Regions from separate parts of the Larimichthys crocea genome. Here region 2 is linked to region 1. Evidence: chromatin contacts called from public Hi-C data. All regions are on one chromosome and are shown on one strand. Each heading gives the region's core, a stretch centred on a gene start, on an enhancer-like site or on the middle of the called end of the contact. The rest is flanking DNA. Distances are from core to core; before and after follow the strand shown.

Region 1 (6,984 bases), core at 1,477-3,976:
TACACTGCAGGCATCTACAGTACTAGGCCTTACTCTCAAATGAAGTTTTATGACACAATTTAATATTCAGCAACATGTTTTCTGTGTCTGCACATACAAACATCAAGATTTTCTTTGCAAATGTACTTACTGGGTTTAAAAGAGGTTTGAATAGATGTTCTCCACATAAACACAGTTAAAGAGATGAATGTGTCAAATTAATATACTGAAAATCTTAACATTGAAGAATAAATCAATCACCACAGTAAACAGATTCTGTAGAAAATTAATAATGTTGACTCTACAGTATTGTCACAAAATATCTACATTTGATCCCTTCAATAAAATTAGAAGTAAAATAAGATAAGTGATTAGTTTCCTCTGACAGGAGAGATGATCAGAGGTGCAGAGTTTTTACCACCGTCAATGTCACAGGGACCGAAGTATGGGTAGAGTTTCTCAGTGAAGGAGCAGCCAGTAAATGAGTAGATAAGAACTGCAGCACCTACATCATAAAAGGAGACCAGACCCTCCTCATAATCCACAAACACCCCCACCTTCTCAGGCTGAGACTTCAGAGAGAGAACAACATAATGGTCATCAAGAGCTTCATACTCATTTCCATTTCTCAACCATATAGCCCAGTAACCATCCTCAATGCTCAGTGTAATTATTTCCTTCCTGTTGATCGACTCTCTGGCCACTCCTAAATCCCAGGCAGTCTTTCCTTTAACTTGAACCTCGTAGTAAAATCTGCCTGAAGAGAAACTCTGCTTTCCCAAAACACAGGGACTGAAAGAAAATCTCTCTGGGTTGTCTGGGAGACTCTTCCCTACCTTACCAGGCCTAGCTCGTTTCCCGTCATTAGACAGGATGAGATTCGGATTTGCTGTATCAGGATCAAGAGTCACATCCACTTCATACTGCTGGACCCTCTTCAGCTCTGCTTTAACCAGCTTCTTCATCTCTTCACTGAGTGTCTCTTCCAGCTGAGACACAGCTCTCCTCACAGTCCCCTCATATAACGATAGACTGACACTGACCTCTGTCCAGTCCTTAGTGGGTGGTGGGTGGTGGATGTTTAGAGACTGGACACTCTGGAGAAGGTGGAGATGGTCTTCAGAGTGTGAGAGATGTTCTATCTCAGTTCTTCTCTTCATCAGCTCAGAGATTTCCTGTTCCAGCTCTTCGATCAAAATCTCAGCCTGTTTTTCTGTTGTTTTCTGTTTTGTTTTGATCGTTTCAATGAGCTTGGCCAGGCCTTTCTCAACAGACTCCTTCAGAGAAGTGAAGACCTGAACACCCTTTGCTAGCTCTCTGTCTGAATCTCCCTTACTGATGTTGACTGAGTGTTTGATCTCCCGAATCTTCTTTTGTCTCTTCTGGATCATCTGCTGTATTTCAGGTTCAGTCTTCCCCAGCTCTGCCTTCTTTACTATATATTCTTCTTTCAGAGGAACAACTTTATGAGTCTTGTGGTCTAAAACAGTGCAGAGCATGCAGACACATGTCTGGTCACTTTTACAGAACAGCTCCAGAGGTTTATCGTGCTTTGTACACATTCGGCCTTCTAGGTTCTCCACAGGGTCGATCAGCTGATGTCTTTTCAGACCTGAAGCTGTCAGATGAGGCTCCAGGTGAGTCTCACAGTAGGAGGTCAGACAGTTAAGGCACAACTTCAGGGCCTTCATTTTGGTTCCCGTGCAGACGTCACAGGGAATTTCTCCTGGTTTGGATACTTTAAGCTCTGAGCTGCTGCTGCTGTTAGCTTTCTGTTGAGCTGATTGTCTGAACTGAGAAACAATCTCAGAGAACAATGTGTTGATGTTCAGCTCAGGTCTTGGGTTGAAAACCTTCTTACACATCGGACACAGGTACTGGTCAGTAGTATTCCAGTGTTCATTGATGCAGTTTTTGCAGAAGTTGTGTCCACATGGTGTACTGACTGGATCAGTGAACACATCCAGACAGATGGAGCACAGAAACTGATCTTCAGATGGCAGATAGTTTGCAGCAGCCATTTCTACACATGTAGTGTGAAAGAAGAAAAACATTTAATTCATAAGTTTTATAAGGAACATAATCCACAATTATGTTAACAGTGATCTTTTTTTTTAACAATGAATATCACCAATAGCACCAAATATGTTTACATCTTGTTGTATAGACCAATTTTCATAAAAGAATAGTGCTGCTAACAAAGCTTTTCATACATGATGACAAATACACTGCATTTCCTCCAGCTGCTTCACATTAAAAGCTGCTCCCTGGCTCTCTGGTAGAAAGCTTTTAATGTGAAACAGCCAGAGGAAACAGGAAGTAATCTGACTTTAGGAAGAGATCAGTAAACTGTAATAATACCAGGAAGATAAGAGTGAGATTTAACTCTAAACTACAGAGATTAATTTACAGATTACTGAAGAACTGACAAAGAGAGACTGTTGAAAGTAATTAATGTGAGTTACTGTAAAGTGGACCTGTGGACAAACAGTCATAGATAAAACAGAAAGTGTCAGCATAAAATGAAACGAGTGAAACTCTTTGTGTTAGTTCTGGTTGTTTAAACTGTAAATATGATCAGTTGTACTCACCAGTGTTTGGCAGAGACTCTTCTGTGTTGTTGAGAAAGACCTGATGAACTCACTTTGTTTCTTTTAGACAGAAACAGAGACGTGTGTCGACTGCTGCGTGGCTGCTTCTCTTAATGTTAAGTTTCATTTCTGGAGTTTGACGTTGAGCTTTCCTCTATTTAGTGTTGCTCCGCCTCTTACTGCACTTCTGTGGGCAGGGTTTTGTTCTCTCCCTCTGAGTAACATGATTATTGGGTAAGACTTTGGTTTTCTCTGGTTTAATGTGGAGCATAGGTGGTACTATACCTGACAGGAGTAGTAGGAGAAGTAAGGTGTGTAAAAAGGTGATAGTAAGATGCATGAATAATCAGAAATGAATGCATTTTAGAATAGGAATAAGGTTTGTGGTTTCTAACTTTTATGATCGATTCATTGAAAATCAGAAAGAGGAGTTTTTGTCAGCATTAAACACTTTTTACAGTTTGAGGCCTTGTGGTACACACCACAAAAACCCTAAAACGAGGCATGCAGGATGGTATATTGACGACACAGTGGTTCGTCTGTGTTAAAATTTTTGTTCACTTGGTATATTCAAGACTTCAAGTGATCACAAGGAGATGATTCCATAAAAATAAGCTGTATAAGCTTTGCAAAACATAAGCACACATCTTGGACACTGTGCGTGATTCATTACTGCACTTCATCCTCCTTGGCTTGGAGGGGGAAAAAATCACTGTCCAATCTTCATGCAGGCCACTAAATGCTCTCCTTGCAGCCGGTACCTGAGATGTTTTCTCTACCTATAGTTTTTCTGAAGATCGAGGATAAGTTTCTAACCTCCACGAGAGAAGTGCTGCATAAGATCTGTTGTTAAATTCATTACAGTCGCTCACATTATCAGGAGTGTTCGGTGCTTGACGTGGCAGCAGTTCTCGTCATTTCTTTGTGGTGGGATCCATCTAGTGGTCGTTCTCTGTCATGACATCAGGTTTGACCCCGAACAACAAGGAAGCTATCTGGGTTGTATCTATCTGCAGGCAGTGTATCAGGGACATGAGGAAGGCTGCCAGGTGTCAAGAAATGTTCAGAGTTAAAACAAAGGTTTTCTACAACAAATTATTGTTGGACGACTCTTTGAGAGAGACTTAAAAATAACATTTATAATTTAAAAGGACAGAGTAAAGTATCTCCACCAGGTTACCAAACACAGTACACCTTCACTGTGTCTAGCTGATTCACGGTAATCAGCAGAGTGATTAGTGCTGAAAGAGGTGTCACATGACCCAGTGTTGGGGCTTAGTGCACAGCACCAGGAGGTGCGGTAGCACAAAGTTCATCCTTACTGGTGCAGTGGGAGATCAGCAGCTCTGAACAACCATGGCCAGTAAGAACGAGAAGCCGGGTAAGTCTGGTCGTGTGGTTCGGGTAAATGCTTTCTACAGGCACAATCAGGGAATAAGATACAGGTGGACGACAGGTGTTTAAACTACAGTGTTTTCCTCCTCAGGTTTGACGTGTCAAACCAAACTCTCTAAACAGATTTGTCTGTTACGCAGAAACGCTCTCTCTGTCTGTAAATAACTGTGTGTGTGTCTCTCTCTCTCTGTTTCATTTCAGTTGATGCTGATGAGATTAAGAGGCTAGGAAAGAGATTTAAGAAACTCGACCTAGATAACTCTGGTTCCCTGAGTGTGGAGGAGTTTATGTCCTTACCAGAGCTGCAGCAGAATCCCCTCGTGCAGCGAGTTATCGACATATTCGACACCGATGGGAACGGAGAAGTCGACTTTAAAGGTAAATAAATCATGAAACCCTTTCATCTTTCCTCCTCACTCTGATATGTCAATTTAATCTTTGTTGACAGGAGGTGGTTTCCATTACTGACATTAGTCCAAAAAAAATAGATGGTTTTATAATCCGCTGTCCCTGAAAAGGCCTCTGATGATACATACAATTTGTAATTCACTGTGCACTGGCAAATCCAGGAACAATAGTCAGACCCAGCACAGAAAAATATGATTTCTCATCCACCAAATGCACTTTTCACAACACATTTCACTCGAGGAGGAAGAAAATATAGAGGATTGTTTCTATTCAGAAGACAAAACACAGAAAAGATCTGGGTCACTCATGGACGATAAAAAATACACGAATAAAACTTTATTAATCTAATATTTCCACATAATCATTTTTGTTCATTGCAACATTGCCCACAATTAAAGTTTACATTGACGGTAACCATGGTGTTGCTCCGTCAGTATACTGCTGTACCATGCAACCCTACATTTCTTTCAAGTTTAAGTTTTTCCTGATGATTTCTGCTGATCATTTTAATGAATTTCACTCAACGAATTCTCACAAATGGACAAAAATGTGTCATGTGACCAAGTCATGTCATGTGATTAGGTCAGTGGTTCTTAACCTTGTTGGAGGTACCGAACCCCACCAGTTTCATATGCTCATTCACCGAACCCTTCTTTAGTAAAAAATAAAATATGATTTTTTTTACTGGTGCACAAAATGAACCGTGCATTAACATCACCTTGTTCAAATAACAAAACCAACACAGTGCATGAACTCACAACAACTTACCTCAGTGTGACTTCTGCTGTTGCCTTTGAGAGACCAGTTCAGATATGCGTGGCTTCACCTTGGCAAGTGCCAGTCTCATGTCATTTTCACAGCAAAGTCTGTTCCTTTTCTTAGTTTTTATGTCCAGCATCCTCGAAAACGATTGCTCACAAAGATATGTTGTAACAAATGGTATAAAAAATTCCAGGGCGGAGGCTCCACCGAACCCCTGAGACCGACTCACCGAACCCCTAGGGTTCGATCGAACCCAGGTTAAGAACCACTGGATTAGGTTAACCTTTTCATTCGCAAAATACTTTGTGTGTTAGTAATGATCAGTGTGTTCAGAAATCAAAAATATATAAACATTTTGGACTCTTAAAAATCCTGGTTTTCTGTAAAACATGCAGCATGTGACAAAATGCAGCATATTCAAAATACATGATTCACCATAAATTCACCAATCAAAGCGCTTTTACATTACATATTTCATTCATTCATTCACACACTGATGTTGTTGTCTGCCATGCAAGGTGCCACTTTGGGAGCTGGTCATTCATACACATTCACACACTGATGGAGCAGGCTTGGGGAGCAATTTGGGGTTTAGTATTTGTTAAGGACACTTCAACATGCAGACTGGAGGAGTCAGGAAAGACAGATTATATGATTAGTGGACGACCCGCTTTACCTCCTAAATCGAGGTAGTGAGGATACGATGAGCAACATGGGTTTAAAATCCAGGAATGCCAGTACCAACTGAGCAGCACATCCGTTACCATGGGTAACTATCCTGTTATCAACTTTAGTGCCAGCAGATTATTTTCCTAAACAAAAACAAATATATAAAATAAATTGCTGTACAAATATTCTCTTGTTTTATCCAATTTAGATGACAAACCGCTTTCTGGCTAGAGCTAGCTCAACTCGACTATTTTTCCACACAGAAAGTTTATTAGGAATCGATAAAAGAATCTGAACAATAAGCAGAATCAATAATGGTGTTTATCAATTCCCATCGCTGACGAGGAATCTAAAAACAAACGACAGATGAAAGACAAATCCTGTTTCCCAGCTCAAATACTCTGTGTACTACACATACAGGATTCCAGTAAGAAAATGGAAAACACAGTTTCTTTTTATCAGTTGATGGTTTTTATAACATCTGGTTTTAAGAGGTGTTGCAGCAGCCTCCGTCTTGAAAAGGTCATGAAAGTTTGGGAAGTTTGCGTGACACTATCAGTCTGTTTCTTTCATTTGTACCTTGCTTTGTACAGAAGAAAGACAAAATGTTTTTGTATCACAATGCACATTTTATTTCCCATCATGACATGGTGATCTTATTGGATTATCTACATTAAATGTTGTTGCAACATTTATTATCTTAACTGCAGTTTTAACTGATGATGCTGTTTCCTGTCCCTCGGCAGAATTTATCGAAGGAGTCTCCCAGTTCAGTGTCAAAGGTGACAAGGAGCAGAAGTTGCGCTGTAAGTGTTTAATAGTTGTATGTAGACAAATTAAATCTCATAAACTTCAAGGATCACTGAACATGTTTGACACATAAATCACTGTCTTCACTTTAAATTCTATCAAAACATTTCTTATGGCAGTACGTTTTCGTTGGATTGACCTCACTGTGATGAAACTGATGTCATATTGTATCTGTGTACACATAACATCGACTTCAATCCTCCTTTGACCTCAGTTGCCTTCAGGATCTACGACATGGACAAAGACGGCTACATATCCAACGGGGAGCTCTTCCAGGTCCTGAAGATGATGGTGGGCAACAACCTGAAGGACACCCAGCTTCAACAGATCGTTGACAAAACCATCATCAACGCAGACAAAGATGGTGATG
Region 2 (6,984 bases), core at 2,662-5,161, 140 kb after region 1:
TATATGATCTGAAGAGAAAACACTGTACTTATTGTTATGTATTAACGTGAGGAAGATTACAGCCTCATTGTTTAAGTCACATGATTAATGTACGTCGTGTTTCATTCACTAAGTCAGCTTCTGTTGTCACAGTTTGCTTTTAATCGATTAATCAACACGCATTAATCAAGACTTTCTACAGAGATTATACCATTCCATTCACCTTGGATGTTATATATGCTAGCAGCCTAGAGTGTACATGGAGTTAACTAAATTAAACAGACATGGCTTCAATTCAATTTTATTTACATAACTCCAAATCATAACAGAAGTTATCTCATGATACAGGTCTAGACTGTTTCAGCTGGCAAAGTAAGTAACCATTAGCCAGCTGATTGTTCATGACTAACCAGTAACCACCTTGTTATGAACAAAAATATTGATCAGAATACAAAGTACAACAGAGGTGCCAGTAAGGCATCCTAACAACCATCCAGAACCATCCTAGCACCTATTTATGAACACACCTGGAACCACCTAGAAACACAACTGTAACATCCACAATGACACTAGCAATCCCCTATAAATATCCCAACAAACCTTTCAACCACTGAATCACGGCAGCCACAGCTTAACAACATCTTCACAACAGACTATCAAACTGAACAAGTGCTCCAAATACACCAGGAACACTTCAGCTCGCAGCATGAACACCCAGGAAATCTCGTACAAAAACCCTTGCAGCTGCCTTTGGTTACACCTTACAGTAAGAATTACCTAACATAGGAACTATGTAGCTATATCCTGGTATTTTGTTTTTTTAAGTAGCACAACTGCTTGGATTATCCCAAAAAATTCAGGCTTTTATAGTTTAGCAGTGAGTGTTACAGAGACAAACGCACCTTGAGCATAGAGAGTGAGGACGGCCTGGATGGCGATATAAACTCCTGTGAACTGGTAGGTTTCAAACATCACCTAGCAAGTGAAACACAGAGTGTCAGTTAATTACTACAGAGAAAGACAACACAACACAGGTTTATGTTTTTGTGTTTCTGTAGCCGACCTCTATAATCTTTTCTCTGTTCTTGGTGGGGTTCATGGGCGGCTCAGTCAGTAGGATCTTGCAGTCACGGGAGTTGATGTTGAGTTTCTCTGGGCCGAAGGTGTAGTCCCACAGGTGCTTCATGTCATCCCAGTTCCTGACAATGCCGTTCTCCATCGGGTAGTTCACCTCCAACATGGAGCGCAGCTCGCTGGCCTCATCCCCCACCATCAGGTCCTACGAGGGGTCAAAGGTCAACAGTTCAGCAGACTGAGAGCAAAACTTTGGATTAGATGTTAGCTTCTCTTCACTATGTGTGACTGGTGGTTTTCTCTTACGGTAGCTCACAGCTACTCATCATGAAGGTTTTCATTTTAGCAGCTGATTTATCAATTTTTATTTGGTGTATGACATCTGTGCAATATTTTGGTGTAGGGCATTGTAAATTATGTATCTGTACGTTAAAATGCATTTTGCCTGTCGCTTGATTGTACATGTGTGTGAGGAGGGGTGAATAACTGAAATCAGCTGCAGCAATGTTTGGTTAAAGTCTAAACTTCACTGATGTGCTGTGATATTTCCACCAGCCATCCTGATACACCCAAAGAAGTAGTTGTGGTGACAAGGAATAGCTGCAGTGTTCAGACTCTGTTCTGACTCAGAAAGGTGAAATTACCTTAATTTCAATGTTGCCAACTTTAGCTGTGGAGCGGATGATTGGCCGGCCAACCAGCGCTGGGAAAATGTGTTCGGGGAAGTTGGAGCCTGCATAGCCACACTTGACAAACTAAAATGGGATAAAAAGAAGAAAATAAGAGAAAACATGTTACAATATTTAAAATAACATATAAAAAGGTGTTCAATGAGTAAAATATTGCACTAGAGGAAAACCATGTAGGTTTCAAGTGAGACAAAATATTATTGAAACTTTAACGCAATTAGATGATCAATCAAGTATTTATCAACTATTTTGATAAAATGATAAAACTGTTTTGATAGATAAAAAAATCAAAATTCTCTGATTCCAGCTTCTCAGATTTTTGAGTCTTGGACAATTAAAACATTTGGGGACATCACTTTGAAATATGGGAAACAGAGATCATGGTTTTTCACCAATTTCTGACACTTTATGGACCAAATAACTAATAATTTAATCAACAAAACGATCGATAGACTAATTGATAATGAAAATAATTGTTAGCTGTAGCCCTACTCAATAGGGATGCTATAACTTTATGACTGACTTTTCCTCACTGATATGTTTCTCCAGTCACCTAGTTTTCTGAAACATTGCCTTTAACAAGCTTTAATAAACCTGTAAAAATAAAAAAAATAAAAAGATTTCATCGATGCAATGTTTCAAAATGACTTTTCATTCATACATTTGTTTTGAAGCACATGCAGGAGGTGAAGCGGTTTCAGCTCTATGAGTCAATGTTAGCCAACTACAGCAAACGAGCCGAGCATGTGGATCAGTCCAGTCTGACTTTATAAGATCAGTATTGGGGCCAGTACAAATCCAACAGATCATAAAGGTGCATCTCAGATATTAAAAATGAGATGACAGTGAGCATTTCCTATTGTGAAAAAGAAGTGAATGTGTCATTAAACGCACTAAAAGGACAAAGTGTTTCAGTCTGTGCGTTTGCTTTGTTGCTTGTACTAAAACAGAAGTACCTGCTTTTAACCAGGGAGTGAAGTGTTTAACCAGGAGCGCACACACACACTTCCGTTAATGATTTCTAAAGCGTGTGTGCAGGCAGACAGACAGACAGACAGACAGTGTAGTCAGACAGACAGACAGTGTAGTCAGACTGCAGCACATCTGACAAGTTTCCTTACATGGAAGAACTGCTTCAACTTCCTCAACCCATGTCTGCACGCATGCGCACTCGTCCACTCCGGTTTAACAGGGTGAATTTGTCTGAATTCATTCATCGTGTTTCATTTGTACGAGCCAACATAAACGCATGCGACTGAACGTGTTAGTAACCGTGCAGTACGCCTGTGTGTGTGTGTGTGTGTGTGTGATTAAATGCTGAGAGCAGTGAAGTGACCGCTGCCCTGTTTTTAACGAGGGCGGGGCTGTAGCTAACTGAGCTAACCTTGCTAAGCTAACTGAGGGTGGGAGAAAAAAAATAAAAGGAAAAACTGTGATTTTTAGTTTGTCAGAAATAGTTTAATGTCTTTAACTGTAGCTCATCCTTCCAGCTGCTGTGTGACAGTGCTTCAGACGGTGATACTTTAATAAACACAGCTAAGGATGCGGAGCTGGCTAACGTGGCTAACGTTACTCAGGAACTGTAACACTACCCTCAAATTATTAATTAATTAATTAATGCTTAAAAACATAAACTGCTTGATATTAACTGTGCTTAAATGCTGTTTAAGTTACCGTTGCCATGGAGTTTACCTGTGCAGCAACGTTAGCTCACTAACTGTCAGTTACAAAGTTACTAAGCAAACTCATCAAGACTCGTCGCCAGGAGACCAAACGAGTGTGATAATAAACAGTAAGTTATCCGGGCAGATGAAGCTCCCAGCTGTGGCCGTGCAGCAGATGAATGAGCTGAATCCAGCTGACAGACACATTCCTAACACAACCCACCTAGACGGTGCTAACAGCGTTAGCCTCTCTGTTACTTCCTGTTTGCACTTTTTCTAATCAAAAAACAAACAAACTGCGGAGCACCGGCAGCGACACACGGTGAGATTTAACAGTGCCACATGTTCTCACACTCACCCCGGTTCCATTGTCACAAACCACGACCTTTCTCCCTTGACTGTCCATTTTTTGTTCCCTGAATCCAGCAGAAGCCTGACCCTCTGCCTGCACACCAGCTAACTCACGGCAAGCTCAACGCCGCGCCGGAAGCAACACACACAACACTTCAGGAGTGACTCCTTCAGAATAAAAGCATGCTGACTATAACTCGGACACCCACAGTTGTGGATGAAATATTCTCATCCTTTACTTCAGTAAAAGCAGGGGCGCCGCCAGGAATTTTGGGCCCCATGACAAAAAAAAATCTAATTGGTCCCCCTCTTTTTTGGGGCCCCTGTCCATCGTGGGCCCTTGGAATTGTCCTAACTTTTCCCCCCTGTAAGGCGCCCCTGACTAAAAGTATGAACAATACTCTACTACTGAGTGTTCAGGACTGTTAAAAACTTTCCATGACACCATGGTAGCATCTGCATTATTCTATGTTGTCACCTGCTGTCAGGAAAAGACTCAACAAACTGGTCAGCTCTGTTCTGGACTGTCCCCCTAGACTCTATAGAGGAAGTGGGGCAGAGGAGGATGTTAGCAGAGCTGACATCCATCACAAACAACTCCTCCCACCTCGTGCATGAGACTAGAGCTTCAGCAGCAGACTACTACTACTCCCACCATGTAAGAAGGAGCGCTACTATGAGTGGCGGCTGGCCAATAGATATGAGCCACAAAAATAAAATGAAAAAAAGTAAAAATAATTATAATAATATTAAATCATTCATATTTTCAATGTTTGGGTGTTTAAATAATGGAATATGTGCAAAATATGATCCACTGCTCCCCCACAAACCACACCCACAGAGACCAGGCCCCCAATGGACCACGCCCCATAGAGACCACGCCCCAGGTGGCTTAGAAAGTAAACAGAAGGGAAACAAAGCAATAATGGGAGCAATTTTAGCAACTTTAACAGTTGATTCACAACATTAAATGCATTTCAATGCAAACAATGTGCTTGAAACAATACATTTATACAAAAATAGTCAATGCAAACAATGTGCTTGAAACAATACATTTATACAAAAATAGAAAATAATGTAATTAAAAAGATTATATTATATATTCTGCGTCTACGTGCCGTGTTCCCCCACTGCTTCTGTTATCATCCCTTGCTCATTCATTACTTTCATTTTCATAACACATGTAAAATGGTTTGTGCTGGCTGCATTTGGGTATTATTGAAAGTCAGGGCCACTATGTACAAACACTATTCTACATGACAATGGTGTACGTAACAGTACTCCTCCAAGACCCAACCCTCACTACGGTAAAATCACTCCTTCAGCTTCCGTTTGAGAGGAGAACTTTGCCGGACAAACTACGTGTGAAAGAGCTGGGCCCAGATCAACCTGACCATGATATCAGACAGCAAGCTAGAGAAAAAGGGAAGCTAATATTACTGTATATGTAAGGTTTGTTCAACCATGTGATATACATTTTTTTTATTATACATCCTTTATACAGTTCATATAAACATTTATTAATCTATATAATTTGATGTTATTGTATATTGTTCTAATGGTATGCCTCTTGTATTGCCTATTAACTACTAAGGGCATGTTTCATGTACTCAACAGTGCATCTGATTACCTCTGTCACAGCTGATATCCTCTGTCAAAGCTGATCGCCTCTGTTACAGCTGATCGCCTCTGTCACAGCTGATCGCCTCTGTCACAGGGGGCACAGGTGTAAAAGTCAACAGCCTTTCCAACATGTTATGCTTTGTTAGAAATTGATACATCAATTGTTTACAAGTTCTGTTTTACATGTAAAGCTTGTGATTGTGCAGTGTTTATTTTTGCATAAGAATGCCTCAATTTTTTTGTATTGGCATTAAATAATTACTTATTATTTCACAGAGCACTGGTATCCTGCAGTTTGTGTTAAATTGTATCGGGATGGGATGGTTTCTGAAACTGACTGAATATGGCACAGCCCCACCTAGAATATTTTTCACTAGCTGCCACAGGTCCTTCATTCCATCAGCTGACTATTTAACACCAGCATGACTACATGACTTTGCTCTATATATTTACTTGTGAGTAATTTCTTATCAACCTTATGTTTACAAGTTGCTGAGACAAGTGAATTTCCCCGTCATTGGATCATTAAAGTTATCTTATCTTAAATGTGTAATCAGAACATTACTTAATGTAGGTAGAGAGAGCAACAAGTGACCAAGAGATGATTAAAGAATGTATGTATGTATGAATCTCTGTATGTATATGTATGACTGCTCTTTGTATGTATTGATAACTATTCATACTTTTGTTACAAACTGAACCATGACTGATGACTGTTACAAAGAGGACTATAAAGATAACATATCTTTTGCTGTATGTTTGACTGCTGTAGAAAAAAAAAACAAATAAGGAAAGAAAGAACAAATCATAAAATCCAGTCACCCAAATATTAAATTCATTTTATACCAAAACTGTGTATTATGCTGTATTATAATTATGTGCAAAGCAGAAGCAGAGGATGAAACTGAACTGAACAGAGCAGGCGGAGCTGTGTCGATGTGACATCCTGAAACGAAAGTGATTGTCAGAGCGACAGCAGAGTTCTCAGTAAGACGTGTGTTCCTGTCCAACGAAGAAATATAGTTCATCAAAACTTTCCTTACTTTTCTGCCGAACTCTGGTGAGTACACCCGATAATATTTACTGTTTTTTTCTTTATTCTTTATTTTCTGTTTGTAATAAACATTATTTGAATTATTTAATTAACATTCCACAAAAAACATAATGTGTGAGAATAAAGTGGTTAACAGACTGGTAAGTATGAGGACAAACAGACATTAAATAATTAGGGTGTAGATGTTGTTACACAGAAACAAAACAAGAGTACCCAGGGTTGCCTTTTTTTGTACGGTAACATATGAGGAGAACAAACAAATATTACAAGGTGCAAATGATCTAATTATGTACTGGCATAGTGAAACAAGACTTGATGATCTGGTTTAGCTACAATGTGCAAACTCTTGTTCTCTTTATGTTTATACAATGTTCCCTTAGCTACTACCACAGTAGTAGCTGTGCCAAATAGATTACACTTCTTCTATTTTTACGTAAGTATTGGCCAGATTGATTGACTGATTGAAGACTTATTTTCAAGATTGTACTTGCTGGGGTGGAACCTTGTTCTTAACTCATTACTGCTATCATTACTAAGAACCAAACAAGAT

The links. Hi-C and Micro-C count contacts between places; a contact is called where the count stands out from the background.
Region 2: a Hi-C map of muscle shows a contact between it and region 1, with 2.6 times the contacts expected there. The contact joins the promoter of actr2a here to the promoter of LOC109138715 in region 1. A contact is called at or near these places in 2 of 7 Hi-C or Micro-C datasets (both in muscle).

What each region holds. Positions count from the first base shown.
Region 1 is chrX:29,013,442-29,020,425 of L_crocea_2.0, forward strand. It overlaps LOC109138715 (E3 ubiquitin-protein ligase TRIM39), which reads right to left and starts at 2,727. Exons shown (of 3, transcript XM_027282718.1): 1 at 2,571-2,727; 2 at 1,734-2,002. The coding sequence starts at 2,000. It overlaps ppp3r1b (protein phosphatase 3 (formerly 2B), regulatory s1ubunit B, alpha isoform, b), which reads left to right. Exons shown (of 6, transcript XM_010730328.3): 3 at 4,167-4,343; 4 at 6,551-6,610; 5 at 6,829-6,984.
Region 2 is chrX:29,150,425-29,157,408 of L_crocea_2.0, forward strand. actr2a (actin related protein 2a) reads right to left here and starts at 3,912. Exons shown (of 9, transcript XM_010730326.3): 1 at 3,765-3,912; 2 at 1,698-1,808; 3 at 1,043-1,258; 4 at 882-954. The coding sequence starts at 3,812. LOC104918537 (E3 ubiquitin-protein ligase TRIM21) reads left to right here and starts at 6,304. Exons shown (of 2, transcript XM_010730323.3): 1 at 6,304-6,440. It overlaps LOC113746747 (U5 spliceosomal RNA), which reads right to left and starts at 26; the gene lies at 1-26.